Linked DNA regions of Mus musculus: regions 1 and 3 are each linked to region 2. A link is a contact called in public ChIA-PET and capture Hi-C data. All regions are on one chromosome and are shown on one strand. Each heading gives the region's core, a stretch centred on a gene start, on an enhancer-like site or on the middle of the called end of the contact. The rest is flanking DNA. Distances are from core to core; before and after follow the strand shown.

Evidence for each region. ChIA-PET counts read pairs in DNA pulled down with a chosen protein or histone mark. Capture Hi-C pulls out chosen DNA fragments and counts their contacts.
Region 1: a contact with region 2 is called in an RNA polymerase II ChIA-PET map of effector CD8 T cells, with 5 read pairs. The contact joins the promoter of Ints8 here to the promoter of Gem in region 2. A contact is called at or near these places in 1 of 115 datasets of contacts at active chromatin or transcription factors (effector CD8 T cells) and 1 of 9 other capture datasets (pancreatic islet).
Region 3: a capture Hi-C map of embryonic stem cells shows a contact between it and region 2, with 4 times the contacts expected there. The contact joins the promoter of Cibar1 here to the promoter of Gem in region 2. A contact is called at or near these places in 1 of 39 promoter capture datasets (the 3T3-L1 cell line), 2 of 115 datasets of contacts at active chromatin or transcription factors (effector CD8 T cells and large pre-B cells) and 2 of 9 other capture datasets (adipose tissue and embryonic stem cells).

What each region holds. Positions count from the first base shown.
Region 1 is chr4:11,252,365-11,256,343 of GRCm38.p6, forward strand. Ints8 (integrator complex subunit 8) reads right to left here and starts at 1,895. Exons shown (of 27, transcript NM_001159595.1): 1 at 1,617-1,895; 2 at 412-586. The coding sequence starts at 1,746.
Region 2 is chr4:11,701,916-11,706,384 of GRCm38.p6, forward strand. It overlaps Gem (GTP binding protein (gene overexpressed in skeletal muscle)), which reads left to right and starts at 2,532. Exons shown (of 5, transcript NM_010276.4): 1 at 2,532-2,651; 2 at 3,990-4,326. The coding sequence starts at 3,999.
Region 3 is chr4:12,169,931-12,174,334 of GRCm38.p6, forward strand. It overlaps Cibar1 (CBY1 interacting BAR domain containing 1), which reads right to left and starts at 2,085. Exons shown (of 9, transcript NM_026558.5): 1 at 1,768-2,085; 2 at 1,054-1,288. The coding sequence starts at 2,000. Gm46846 (a long non-coding RNA gene) reads left to right here and starts at 4,103. Exons shown (of 2, transcript XR_001784247.2): 1 at 4,103-4,404.

The DNA.
Region 1 (3,979 bases), core at 645-3,144, 450 kb before region 2:
TCATGTTACCACGCCTGAAGCAATAATTAACTCAGCTACTAGTGGTAAAAAACAGAGACCCTGGCTGTAATTTCTAGTACCACAAGAAGACAGTTTTCTCTTTACCTTAAAGGGTGGTTTATCTACTGCAGCTTTCCTACAGAGTTGGATGGTTTGAGTTACCCTGCTGTCCTGTCTGGTCTCTTAACTTGGGGGCTCTAGTAAGCCTGCTGCCTCAGCCTCAGGCTATTGGGACTACACACATGTCTAGGTTTACTTTCTTAATACCTTCTTTACATGCTTGAATGTTTTGCCATGAACATGCAGAAAAGTAATTTATTTTAAGCCACTATCAGAAAAACATTAGAATCCAGACAGAAACAAAGACATTCAAACACTGCTTCAAATGTAATGCCATTTACAGCTTTATACCTTTTCTCCAGTATGTCTAAATCCCACTTCAAATGTGCAGCAACTTTAAGAGCAAGAAGCTTTAGGACGCGATTTCTCTTGTTATCAGGTGGAGGCTGGACTTGGTTTTGCTCATTAACTGAAGGTTTGGAAGCCTGCTCCAAAAACTGAACTATAAGCTGAACTGGTGCAGGATCTAGGATTTAAAAGAAATTAAATTCTTAAAGTTTTCGTTATAAAAACGCAAAAGGATTCGCGTATACTAAAGACTATGGTACTTGGGGGGCACGAAACATCTGGAGGTGTGGTCAGAGACAGCTGCAGATCGGCGTTTGCCAGCTTAATTAATAAGCAAGAGGGTCTGGGGACGATTCAAAACTGATTCATAACAAAGCATTTCACAGAGAAGAACTAAGCATTACAGGTTCCCAGTTCAAGATAAGACCAATGCCAATTGGAGGAAAGAAGTAGTGTTTTGACAGGGGTCTTTTATTGAACTGTCTCTAGCTTTGTTTCCCACCAGTAAAGTAGCGGCTAATGCCACTTTCTTCACTATAATGAAGGCTTCGCTAAGGACCGCAACCTATTTAAAGAGCTAAGCACGGAGGCTTGGCACCCTAGCCCCTAACAATGTGTCAATAGGAAAGCTCTAAAAGCACTGAGATACACTTGGTAAAACTGCCCCACCAATGATGCCAACTTTTCACAAAGTAGTCTCCTACAAGGCCAAATTCGGATGAGAACTGAGCAAACTAAAGGTAAAGACCTTACATTGTACCTTTACCAAAATGCCCGAAAGAGGAAAAGGGCCATGTTCCTTGCCCAACACGGGTATCCCTATACAACAGCCGAAGCAGCTGTTTTCGGGGGATTTATATTAATTCGGGGTTCAACAGTGAAATACACAATCCCCTGGCTGAATGAACCGAAGGCTACGGCCGGCTCTAGGCTCCGCAGAGCCGCTCTCCCCTCACGAAGTCACCCCCAGGGCCGTGCGACATCGGCGACCCGACCCCCGCACGGCGAGTGCGGGCGCCCTTCGCTGTGAGGACCGCGGCAGACCGAAAGCCTTTGTCTGAAACTTTCCGCAGACGCTCCGCGGCGACGTTCCCGGCTGAGGCACCGTCGAGCTGGGCCCAGCGGCGCCGGCCAGGCCTCAGGCAGCGGGGGACAGAAGGCAGCGGGCCGCAGACCACGCCCGCCCGCCCGCTCGCTCGCTCGCTCACCCGGACAGGCTTTGCGCAGATGCTTCTCCAACAGCGACTCCTCCAGCAGGAACTCGAACCAGCAAGTCTGCGGCGGGGTGCAGGGCCGGCTGGAGGTGGCCGCCTCCCGGTCCGCCGCCTCCGCGCTCATCCTGCCCCCGCCGCCGCTGCTCCCGCCGCCTCCGGGCTCCAACCTGACCCTCGCCCAGTCCCTTTATCCAGCGAAACCGCCCGGAACCTCTAGTCAGCTCGCACAGCCCAAGATGGCGTAGTAGTCGGCCAGAGTCCGGCCCCGGATCCGCAGCTAGCCACGCTCTCGACCAATCCCAGTTAGACTTCGGAGGAAAGGGGCGGGAACAGCAGACTGCTCCGCCCCTTAGCTGCCATGGAGTCTCCTGGCCCTTCAGAAGCTAGATTCTGGCGGGGCTCTCCAGATTCTCTGGACATTCCCAGAGAAAATGAAGCGAGTTCGATGTCTTCGTAAGAAAACCAAAGAGACCAAATCTAGTTGCTTTGTCTTGGGTGCTTTACCTTTTTGAGACTCCTTCCAGCCTAACTCCTCTCCCCGTTTCCCAAGGCTTATTACATAATTAAGATCCAACTTTCCTGGGGTTGGGGATTTAGCTCAGTGGTAAAGTGCTTGCCTAGCAAGCCCAAGGCCCTGGGTTCGGTCCTCAGCTCCGGAAAAAAGAAAAAAAAAAAAAAAAAACAAACTTTTCTGCGACTTCCCAAGACTAACTCTCGGAATAAGAAGCTAGTTAATTTTCCTCAGATCTCCAGTCTAGGCACAGTAAACCCTATTTTACGCGTTCCACCATTCTGAAAGGTCCTTAAGTATCATTATCAATAAAACTAAAAAGCATGGTGTAGTGGGGCATTCCTGTAAAACCCAGCACTTGGAGAGCAAAAGCCAAAGCCAGATTGGTCCTTCTAGAGAGTTCCTGTGATCAGCTGACTGGCCAGCTGATCCGGACAAAATACATCCAGAAGAAAGTTTGAAGAAAACTCCCAGACATCCTATACACACCTCATAGAAAATTTCAGATATGTGTTACTAAAGATGATTGTTTTCATAAAGGGACCCTGAGAAACAAAGAAAAAAATTCAGATTTAGTCAGTTTCTTTTAGATGCTTCTCCTGTTTTGTTTTGCTTTGTTTGAAACAGGGTTTCACTCTGTAGCCCAGAATGACCTGGAACTATGTAGCCCAGGCTAAACTTGAACTTGCATCCATTTTATTGAATCAACCACCCAAGTGCTGGATTATAGATTAAGCTCTTTGTGGGCTTTTTTGGGTGGTTATCTGTTGTTTTGTTTTCAGATTTCTTTTTTTTTTTTAAAGATTTATTTATTTATTATATGTAAGTACACCGTAGCTGTCTTCAGACACTTCAGAAGAGGGAGTCAGATCTTGTTACAGATGGTTGTAAGCCACCATGTGGTTGCTGGGATTTGAACTCTGGACCTTCAGAAGAGCAGTCGGGTGCTCTTACCCACTGAGCCATCTCACCAGCCCCTTTAGATTTCTTTTTAAAAGAATAAAATAAAACCATGTATAGAATATGTAAAACTATTCTATAAATATTCTGATGGATCTTATATCCTTTAGGACTAGCTGGGATAAACTGGGCAGTGGTGGCGCATGCCTTTAATCCCAGCACTTGGGAGGCAGAGGCAGGCAGATTTCTGAGTTTGAAGCCAGCCTGGTCTACAGAGTGAGGTCCAGGAAAGCCAGGACTATACAGAGAAACCCTATCTCGAAAACAAAACAAAACAGGAATAGCTGGGATAGCAAGCCTTTGATTGATCGAATCGAGGCTTTTATAAACCAGCAATAAATTTAAAGCTATTATAAAGTCATGTTAATGCTTTCAACTTCTTTGTATCACTTTGTAAAAAAGTATCTAGCTGAATGGAGAACTCAGCAATCTGAAGAAATGAAGTCAGTCAGTGTTCACTGATTGCCGTGTTAAGTTGGGGCTGAGTTTCTGAATTATTTTGTCTTTAAATGGCAACTCCCACCCTGGTCCTTTAAACTTTAAAGCATTCTACAGTGGCAGACAAGATTGGCAAAGAAAATGGCTGGACAGATACCTCCAAGTTAACGTTTTCAAGTTGCATAGAGGGAAGAATATAGTCCTCTGGCCAGCGGGAAGTCTGCCACTGCCAACTGAGCCTCGGGAGGAAAACTCATTAGAACCTCTCTCACTTCCAAGTAATAAGCTTGTGTGTGTGTCAAGATTTAAAGCACAAATTCTTTGGTGTATAGATCAGACACCAACTCATGGTGAGCTTTTAGGACTGGATCTCAGAATTTTCCTCAGTAGCCAAATATTGTCTCATTAATACATCACGGGACGATCACTGGAAGGTCCTCTTTGCCAT
Region 2 (4,469 bases), core at 1,282-3,781:
TAGGCTACTTGGGCCTCTGATAGAATTTGACTCTCAATTGTGCTTTGCAGGTGTGTTTTTTTTTCTCTCTAAATTTTCACTTATCAGTCGGTTGGAACCTGTTTTACATCACTATTTTCTCATTTGTCAGCGTCTGGCTTCTTGTGGGACAATTTAGAAAGGCAGACTCTTTTCTTTAAACATATCATTTTTGTACCTCCTCTTTCCAAAAAAAAAAAAAAAAAAAATGTGAAGGTTGGAATGAGCCCTCCACCCTTTACATTTTTGGGAGTGTTTTACGTATGCCAATGGAAACAGTTCAAGATACTGCCCAGACACACAGTTATAGTATTAATGTGAGGCTCGTGTGTGTGCGTGTGTGTGTGTGTGTTCGTGTGTGTGTGTGTGTGTGTGTGTGTGTGTGTATGTGTGTGTGTGTGTGTGTGTGTGTGTGTGTGTGTGTGTGTGTGTGCTTGCCTGTGTGCTTGCCTCTGCATGATGGTTAGAGGCCAGAAGGGGACTGTTTGGATGTTTTCTGTTGCTTTTCACTTTGTTTTATAAATCAGAGTCTTTCCCTCACCTGTCATTCCCTAGGCTGGCCAGCGCTGGTCTCTGCTCATCTCTGTCCTGCAGTCCAGCACTGCAGCTTCATTCCTGTGGCCGATGCCTGGTTTCTGTGTAAGTGCCAAGGGTCTGAACTCAGGTCCTGTGCTCGCTTAGCAGCACGTTCCCACTGAGCAATCTTCACAGCTCCCCAATGTGAGCTTCTTGCTACTCCTTTTTTATTTTTTTAAATTTATTTTAAATTATGTGCCATTACCCCATCCCCCAATGTGAGATTCTTATCAGTGTGAAGAAGTAGGATTAAGAGATGGTGTGATTTGCTTACAGACACCACAGTGTTTCTGTTGAGAACAGTCGCCAGAGCAATAGACCTGGGAGGAAATGTGGATATCTGCGTGGAAATGCCTCTCCTCAGAGACGTATTCACAGTTGGGTAGTTGTCTCCCTGCCCCTCCTTCCTTCTCCATCATCTCCCTCATTGTTTCCATCTTTCTTCTCCCCCCCCCCCCCAGTCCTTTTTCCTCATTTTCTTTCTACATCCGTGTCCCTTCCCACCGTGTTAACATTGAGGAAAAACGTGGCTGGTGAAGAGCCGTATCCAGAGCTTTATGGTACCCAGAATAGACTTTAGTTTGGCCACCTAAAGTCTTCCTGAGTGGCCAAACTATAGTCTATTCTGGCTCTGGCTCTTATCTTCCTTGTGCATAAATAAATTTGGGGCTCTGCCTTTGAGACTAAGGCACTCTCCATCTTTCTTATTTGGTGGATTCTACCTTTGCCAGCTTGGTCCCTGACAGACCTGAGGTGCAGCTGGTCACTTGGATAATTCCCAAATCGCATAGATGCCTTCGTGACACCGTTGTAACCACAGAGCAGCCCAGCCACTCCAATAGACACTGGTGCTGGCTGCTTCCCGAGGGGCCGCCAGCCAACCCACAGCAGAAGCTGGCTGGAGAAGCAGATGGATGTGTTGGAAAGGCTAGCATGGACTCTAAACACAGCATGTGGGAAATGCCCACGTCCCCGGGAAATACCCATGTCCTGGGGAAGAGGTCACTTAGCAGTGCAGTTTAAAATGTACTTAAGGCAGGTTTCATTGCAGGGCCTCTTGTTCTCAATCCACAACTGTAGTAAGGGCAAGGTTCTCCAGGCCCACCAGAACCACAGGTCTTTGCAAATCTTAGCAAATGATAGAAGCAGTAGGGCTCTCTCAGGGGATTGAGCCTCCTTGTATCTCCCCATGGCTGGGAAGTCCTGGCTCTAGGCCAAAGTTCCAGCCATGCTGAGCAGCTCGGTTCTGAGATGCGCTGATTGGGGTGTGATTAAATTTCTGATGGAGGAGATTCAGCATTGTGGCCAAAACAGGGGGATGGCAGTGTTTAGCACAAGCTGCTTGGAGCCAACCTGCCCCTTTTCAAGATCCCCTACTCTTTCCTCCGACTCTTCTCTTTTGGATCTCTTCCAGAAGAAGGAAACAAAGCAGTATGTCCCAAGTCAGAGATAAGAAGTCAGGAAGCAGGAAGGGCCTGGTTGCTTCTCAGAGCATGCTCTGAAGGTGGTCTGTCCACTCAGGGTGGCTGTAGCCTCATCCTGGAGGCCGGAGTCCCGCTCACTCAGACGGATCTGTTTTCTTGGCAAAGCTGGACTCGCGGCTTGGGCCTGTTTCTTTCCTCATCCTTTATTCAGACAGCTTACAAGTGCTCTGCTGGGAAGGGCGATTAAGTAGCACTAAGTGTATTTTTCCAGTGTCCACCTGATAAAAAGAAAATAAAACAAAATCAACGATTGAACTGTCATTTTTTTTCTCCCTCACTCCCCTCAAGGGGATAGGGGAGTCACATGACTACGAGTAACTGATTTAGCCAAGTGGCTGCAACTCAGTTTGCTGCAGAGCCGCCCCCTCCCGGCGGGAGCGCTGACGTCACGGAAAAGCCCCGTCGCGGGGCTGCCGGGCGCGCTATAAACGGCGGCGGGCAGCGGAGGCTTCAGGAGGCGGCACTGCCAGCGGACATCACACAGCCTCGGACTGCGGAGCCCGCATCGCAGACGTCAGGCGTTGCAGCAGGCGGATCGACGGCAGACGCCCACCCAGCGCCCAGTGCAGCCAAGTAAGGGGCCATGGCTGAGGGGCAGTCCCAGTGGGAGCCTCTGTGGGAAGGGGCGTTCCTGGTCTCCGAACTTTTTAAGTTAGGAAGGCAGCCAGTCCCTAGACTCCCTAGGTCTGTACCGGGGGTTCTGCCGTGGGAGAAAGAAGTTCAGGCGCAAAGGATGCGCTTCTGATGGGGGTTTCTAAATTCAATTTCGGAGGAGTGTCACCTTACAGATTAGGTGGCCAGGCGGCAGACTTCAAGGTCTGCTGTCGCAAGTCTGTCAACCCAGGGACTGTTTTTAAGACTTAAAAAGAAACCGGCTGGTTCTGGATCGTGGCATAGGTGTGATGTATGGAGTAGGGTGTGTGAGCTGAGCGTGATCCTTGCGCTCACGCGGGGAGCTTGCTGAGTTAAAAACCATAGAGCGGTTATCTCGGGCAGTCTTGGCAGAACAGACTGCCTGTCAGGCAAGGCAGTCTTGCAAGGAAAAAGTTGTAGGAAGTTGTTGAGTGGCTTTTCACTGAGTCTCTGATCTTCTAATTTACGTCAGAAAGGTGCAATTTTTAAAATAAATAATTATATACAGTAAAAAAATCATGGAGTGGACGACGTTCCTTAAGAATGAAGCCCTTTTTGTACAAGTGTGATGTGTCTGAATGTGAGCAGGTCCTTCCCCTCTCAGAAGAACCAGCCTCAGGGCTGCTACGCTAAACAGTTTCTGTAGATAAGAGGGTAGAGCTGAGGCATAGCACTCAAACAGAAACTGTCCCACTCCCCAAATAACGGCCTCTTCAGTCAGGCAGCTGGAGGACATCAGGGCAACCTTACTAAACATGGAAGTTCCCCCAAAGTGCCTGTCCAGTCCAGCCAGGGGAGTGATGTCATTGCCGCGTGTTTCCCACTGAGGCTCAAGACTGCAGGATGCGGGGGCAATTAAGAGCCATGTTTAGACAAGAACAGTTAACCTGGCCAGCTGGTGCCCAGCAGCTCTAACTTGTTGCTGATGGTAATGTCATTTCTGGAGGCAATGGGTTCCTTCCAGCTGCCTCTGTGCCAACTCCCGGTGGGATTTCCAAAGCTCCTTTAAGGACAGAGGGAGCTTATGGGCAATGGATGGATGGTGTTACTGCTACTACAAACGACAGCCTGATTGAGAAGCTAGTTACTGAGTGTGTGTGTGTGTGTTGTTGTTGTTGTTGAAAATTTTGCTTTCTAGGCTTAGGGACAGTTTAGTGGTTGATTCTTACATTAAGAATTCATACCCATCAAATGAAGCACCAAAGACAACTGTGTTGAGCGCCCCTGGGCCTGGCTCATTCTTAATCATATTGCCATCTTTACTGCTCTGATTCCTAGGATCCCGCAATGACTCTGAATAATGTCACCATGCGCCAAGGCACTGTGGGCATGCAGCCACAGCAGCGCTGGAGTATCCCTGCTGATGCCAGGCATCTGATGGTCCAGAAGGATCCCCACCCCTGCAACCTCCGAAACCGCCACTCTACTGCTCCGGAAGAGCACTGCCGGCGGAGCTGGTCGTCCGACTCCACAGACTCGGTCATCTCTTCTGAGTCTGGAAACACCTACTACCGAGTAGTGCTTATAGGGGAGCAAGGAGTGGGCAAGTCCACCCTGGCCAACATCTTTGCAGGTGTGCATGACAGCATGGACAGCGACTGTGAGGTCTTGGGAGGTAGGTGGCCCAGCCCCGGTGGGCTTCTGTCTTGTAAGCAGAAAGAGTGAGAGGGAGTGGGTCATTTTTTCTGCAGAATTGGGAGCCAGGCATAATGGTACACACTTGCAATCCCAGCACCAGGAAGGAAGAAGCAGAAGGGC
Region 3 (4,404 bases), core at 835-3,334, 470 kb after region 2:
AGCTTCCCTTGTCTTTCCCTTGCCTACCTTTGCCATGTTCATTAGCATCTCCACCATTTGGTAAGCAGGGAAACAGAGCAGAGCAAACGCAAATCAATCCACTTTGCTATTTGATAACTAGCATAAAATTTTTCTAGAAAGGGGAACTTATTGGTAAAATAGGACTTTAGGATTATCTGTGAATAAAAACTATTTCTGAAACATTACATCTCCAGTTACCATGTATAACTGAGTATTTCTTGTTATAGAAGAAATGTATGCCAAGAACTCAACATTTTTCTTATAGTTATCCCCAGGGGATTAGTATTCGAGTTTTATATACATGATGATGATAACTTCATAGATTATTTCTCTTTTTAATTTTCAGTAAGTGAAAATTTGTTTTAGGCTTTAAGCATAAGAAAGATCAATGGGGCTTGTTACAAAAGTAAAAAAAAAAGCAATGGAATTTGAACGAGCCAACTATGTTAACTGGTACCTATAAGAAGTAAGTGAAAACGCTTATGCAGTATTAAGAAAAGACTGTATTTTAGAAAGATCTCCCAAGAGCAAAGCTCTGGTCACTCAAAGCAAACACACAGCCAGCCTCTCAGCTGTATCACTTGTGTTATAAATCATAGCTTTCCGATTTCGTTCGACTTTCAAACCATGGGAAAATCAGCAACGTGTAGCCCATTTATTAGTACTTTGTGATTTTGTCATTTTCAGCATTTCCATTTCTAGTCATTCTTTAAAACGCACTTGGCCCACACAGGCCATACAGGTGCTTTTCTTCTGCACGACTGCTATATAGGTTACCTTTTCTGGATGCATGTTCCCTGTTACCCTGTTGGCAAATGCAGTGGTAAACTCAGACTTCAACCACACCTGACGTTTAGTTTGAAAGCTATCAGGTCACAGAAAGGTTCCATATAGCGAACCCACACTGTTACAGACAGGAAAGGCATTTATCAAGGGTACATTCACCACTGCTGGGTAGGTTACAACGAAAAGTCCACAATTTTTACACACTTTGTAGGAATTTGGCTATGACACCAGAACCTCACTTCATACCTCTGCCTGGCGATAATCTTGAAGTTTGGCAAACTCATCAGCAAAGTCTTTCAGACCCTGCTTTAAATTTGGTGTCTCGGTAGAGGCATACAGGTTGATTTCGTTCACTAGGAGGTCGGCTTTGTCTCGAAGCCTGGCAGTTTTCCGTACATAAGCAGCAAAGATTTGGCAAAGCTCTCCAAAATGCTTCTCCACATTTGTGACAGCATCCTGCAGTTGTTTTGTTTGAGCATCTCTAGAAAAAGGAGACACAGAACACTGTTCTTAAAACAGTAAGAAGGTGCCCCGTTAATTTTACGTGCAAACATTCCCGGGCCTCCCTAAAGCCCTGAAGGGCAACATTCCCAACTCTTCCAGAGGCCCGCGCCTTCTCTAGGACCTCACGCAGGCTCTGGTCCTGCCTAGAACCTTGCAGGCCCGGGAAAGGGCCCGGGCCTGGTGGGCCGAGAAGGGGCGGCGCTGCTGCGGCCTGGGCACCTGCGGCCTCCCGGGCTCTGTACCGCGGCAGGGCCCGGCCCAGCTCAGGGGGACCGATCGGCCGGGAGACTCTCTCGGCCCGGCACTCGCCTCATCCGGGTGGACGGACTGCAGAGCGCCACGGGGACCGTGCGGCCTCCTCCCGCCCCAACCGGCTTCCAGGCCCTCGGCCCGGCTCCTCTCTCCCACCCGGCCCTTTCCTTCGGGCAGCCTGCACGACGAGGCCCCGGCGGTTACCGCTCATCCAGATTGCGCCTCAACATCTTGCCTTTCCCGCCGCCCGGGACCCAGGATGGGAGCCCAACGAGCGCGGCTCCGGGCCGCCAGGGCGCGCGGGAGCAGGCGACGCCGCCACTTCTACCGGGAGCTGAGAGCGCGCAGTGCGCGCCGCCCCGCCTGCCCGGCGTTTCCGTGGCGACGCGGCGCGCGCCCCGGCGGTCAAGAGCAGGGCAAGGGAGACCAGAGGGCATGGGGCAGAGGGAACACCAAGCATCCTCCTTCAGCTCCTGCAGCTCTCTAGCCCTCCCAGGCTTCTGGGAGCGAAGGAGGAAAACCAACCCACCAGCAACCGGAAGGGGTACAGGAAAATAAAGGTGAACGGGGTTCAGACTTAATGCGAAGCTTGTCCCTGTGCTTCTCTGTTGAATGAGACAACGTGTGGGCTCGTGGAAGCTGCCTTTGGAAAAGAACCGCTCTATAAGTTAGATTTCTATAGCTGTGATGAGACCCCGACAAAAATCAAGTTGAGGAGGAAAGGATTTCTTTGGCTGACATATCCCAAGTCACAGTTCTTTAAGGAACTCAGGGCAGGAACCTGGAGGCAGGAATTGAAGCAGAGGCCATGTAGCAACACTGCTGGCTGGCCTATTTGATTGACTTTCTTATATACCCCAGGACCTCTTGCACAGGGGCAATACTGTCTACCCTTCCATGTCAATCATCAATCAAGAAAACAGCCTACAGGTCAATCTGATAGGGACATTTTCTGAATGTTCCCTCTTCTCGGGTAACTCTAACTTTGGTCAAATTAACCAAACAGAAACAAACAAACAACAATAACAACAATAAAAATAAGAACAGTAACAACAAAACAGAAACAGAAAAAAAAGCACACCAGTGCTTACTCCCTCATCTTTACTGGTCTTTAATGCCATCTGTTCCCCCTCTTGCAGGTAACTGAGTTTCTACTTTGTGAAAAAGATTGTTAGACCCAGTCGAGGTATGGGCCTGAATGAAGGTTCCCCAATTGGAAGAGTCACAGATAACCCAGAGCCTTCCTCTAGCTTCTGAGAGGGAGTCTTCTCTTCCGAGTGAACTTGGGGTCCAACTTCAAGCTTTGTCTACTTCTCAAATGCCCATAATTTCTGAGAATAAAGTCTTTGCTCTTACAGTGCTCACAGCCTTGGTGGAATGATAAAGCTAGCCAAACAGTCAAACACATATAACACAGCCCAGAAATGTGCTACCGTGTCAGGTTTCGTTGTATAAACAAATTATAAGGCCTAGTGGCTTCCACAACTCCACTAGTCAGTTTAGGATTCTGTAAACGACACAGATGGTTCTTCTTTGGTTCTGTTCAGCTAGGTTCTTTCCTGCCTTTCCAGGTGGCGAGTCTGTTACTAGCAGTATAATTTCACTAAATGCTATGGTGCTGAGCAAATAAGTTCTGCAATTGGGAGGTAGGGAGCCAGATGTGTCCAACCCCACCCCCTAAAAGCTCATCTTAAGACCAGTAGGAGTAAGAATTGCTCCCTCCTTGTTCTGGGCCTGCATGCCATGGTAGTGCATGTATCCTTGTGACCCACACCTCTACCACCATTGAGGTAGTCACATAGCCTGGTGGCTACATTACAGGCTTAAGCACCTGGAATTCCTCTTCATGCAGATGAAGCATTCCCAGTACCTCAGTACCAACCAATAATGTACACTCACCCTGAAAAATACCTACCCACTACCCAAGGTTTATATAGCCCTTATTTTCCTCAAATAAAGAGAGCTGTAACTCTGGAAAAACGTCCAGCCAACAGAGTTCCTGCAGACCCAGGACCCACCCTGTCTGGTGATTCTTCATTTTTTCCAATCCAGCCTAGTGCAAAACAGTGCCTGAGTACCCTGAAGGCTGAAGCAGAACTGGCCAATTTGAATATGGTTTGAGTGTTCTCAAAGAGTACATGACGCAGAGGCTTGGTTTGCTCTTTAATGTATGGTGAGAGGTGTGGACATTTAGAGAGCAGCCTAAAAGCCATGGAGACTACCGCTCTTGGAAGGGATTAAGGTGTGTGTGGTTGTTTGTTTGTTTGTTTGTTTGTTTTTTTGAGTCTCTTATTATTAGTTTCTGGAAAGGTTATAGACCAGAGTCTTACCCCACCTGGATGTGACTTTTTCCATCTATACCTGTTGCTACCATCATGACCAAATCCACTATATGAAGTCTATCAGAGCAGAGCTACTAGCCAGAATTGTGAACCAAATCAACATGTATTTGTATACACTTGTCAGCCTGAAGTATTTTTGAAAGATTTATTTATTTATTTATTTATTTATTTATTTATTATGTTTATGTGAATGCCTCTTGAGTTTATATGCACCTTGTGTGCACAGGAAGGCCAGAGAAAGGTTTCCCTGGAACTGGAGTTGCAGGCTGTTGTGAGCCACCATGTCGGTTCTGGGAATGAAACGAACATCTGCACGAGCAATAAGCCCTCATAACTTCTGATCCACTGCTTCAGCCCACTAGCCACAGGTATTTTATGATGATAATATAAAGTAGACAGATACAGGTGGCCTAACATGCCATGCATGCAGCAGGGAACCTGTCAGCTGAGGCAACATGCCTTTTATTTTCCACCAGGTCAGCCTGGATTCTTCAGATAG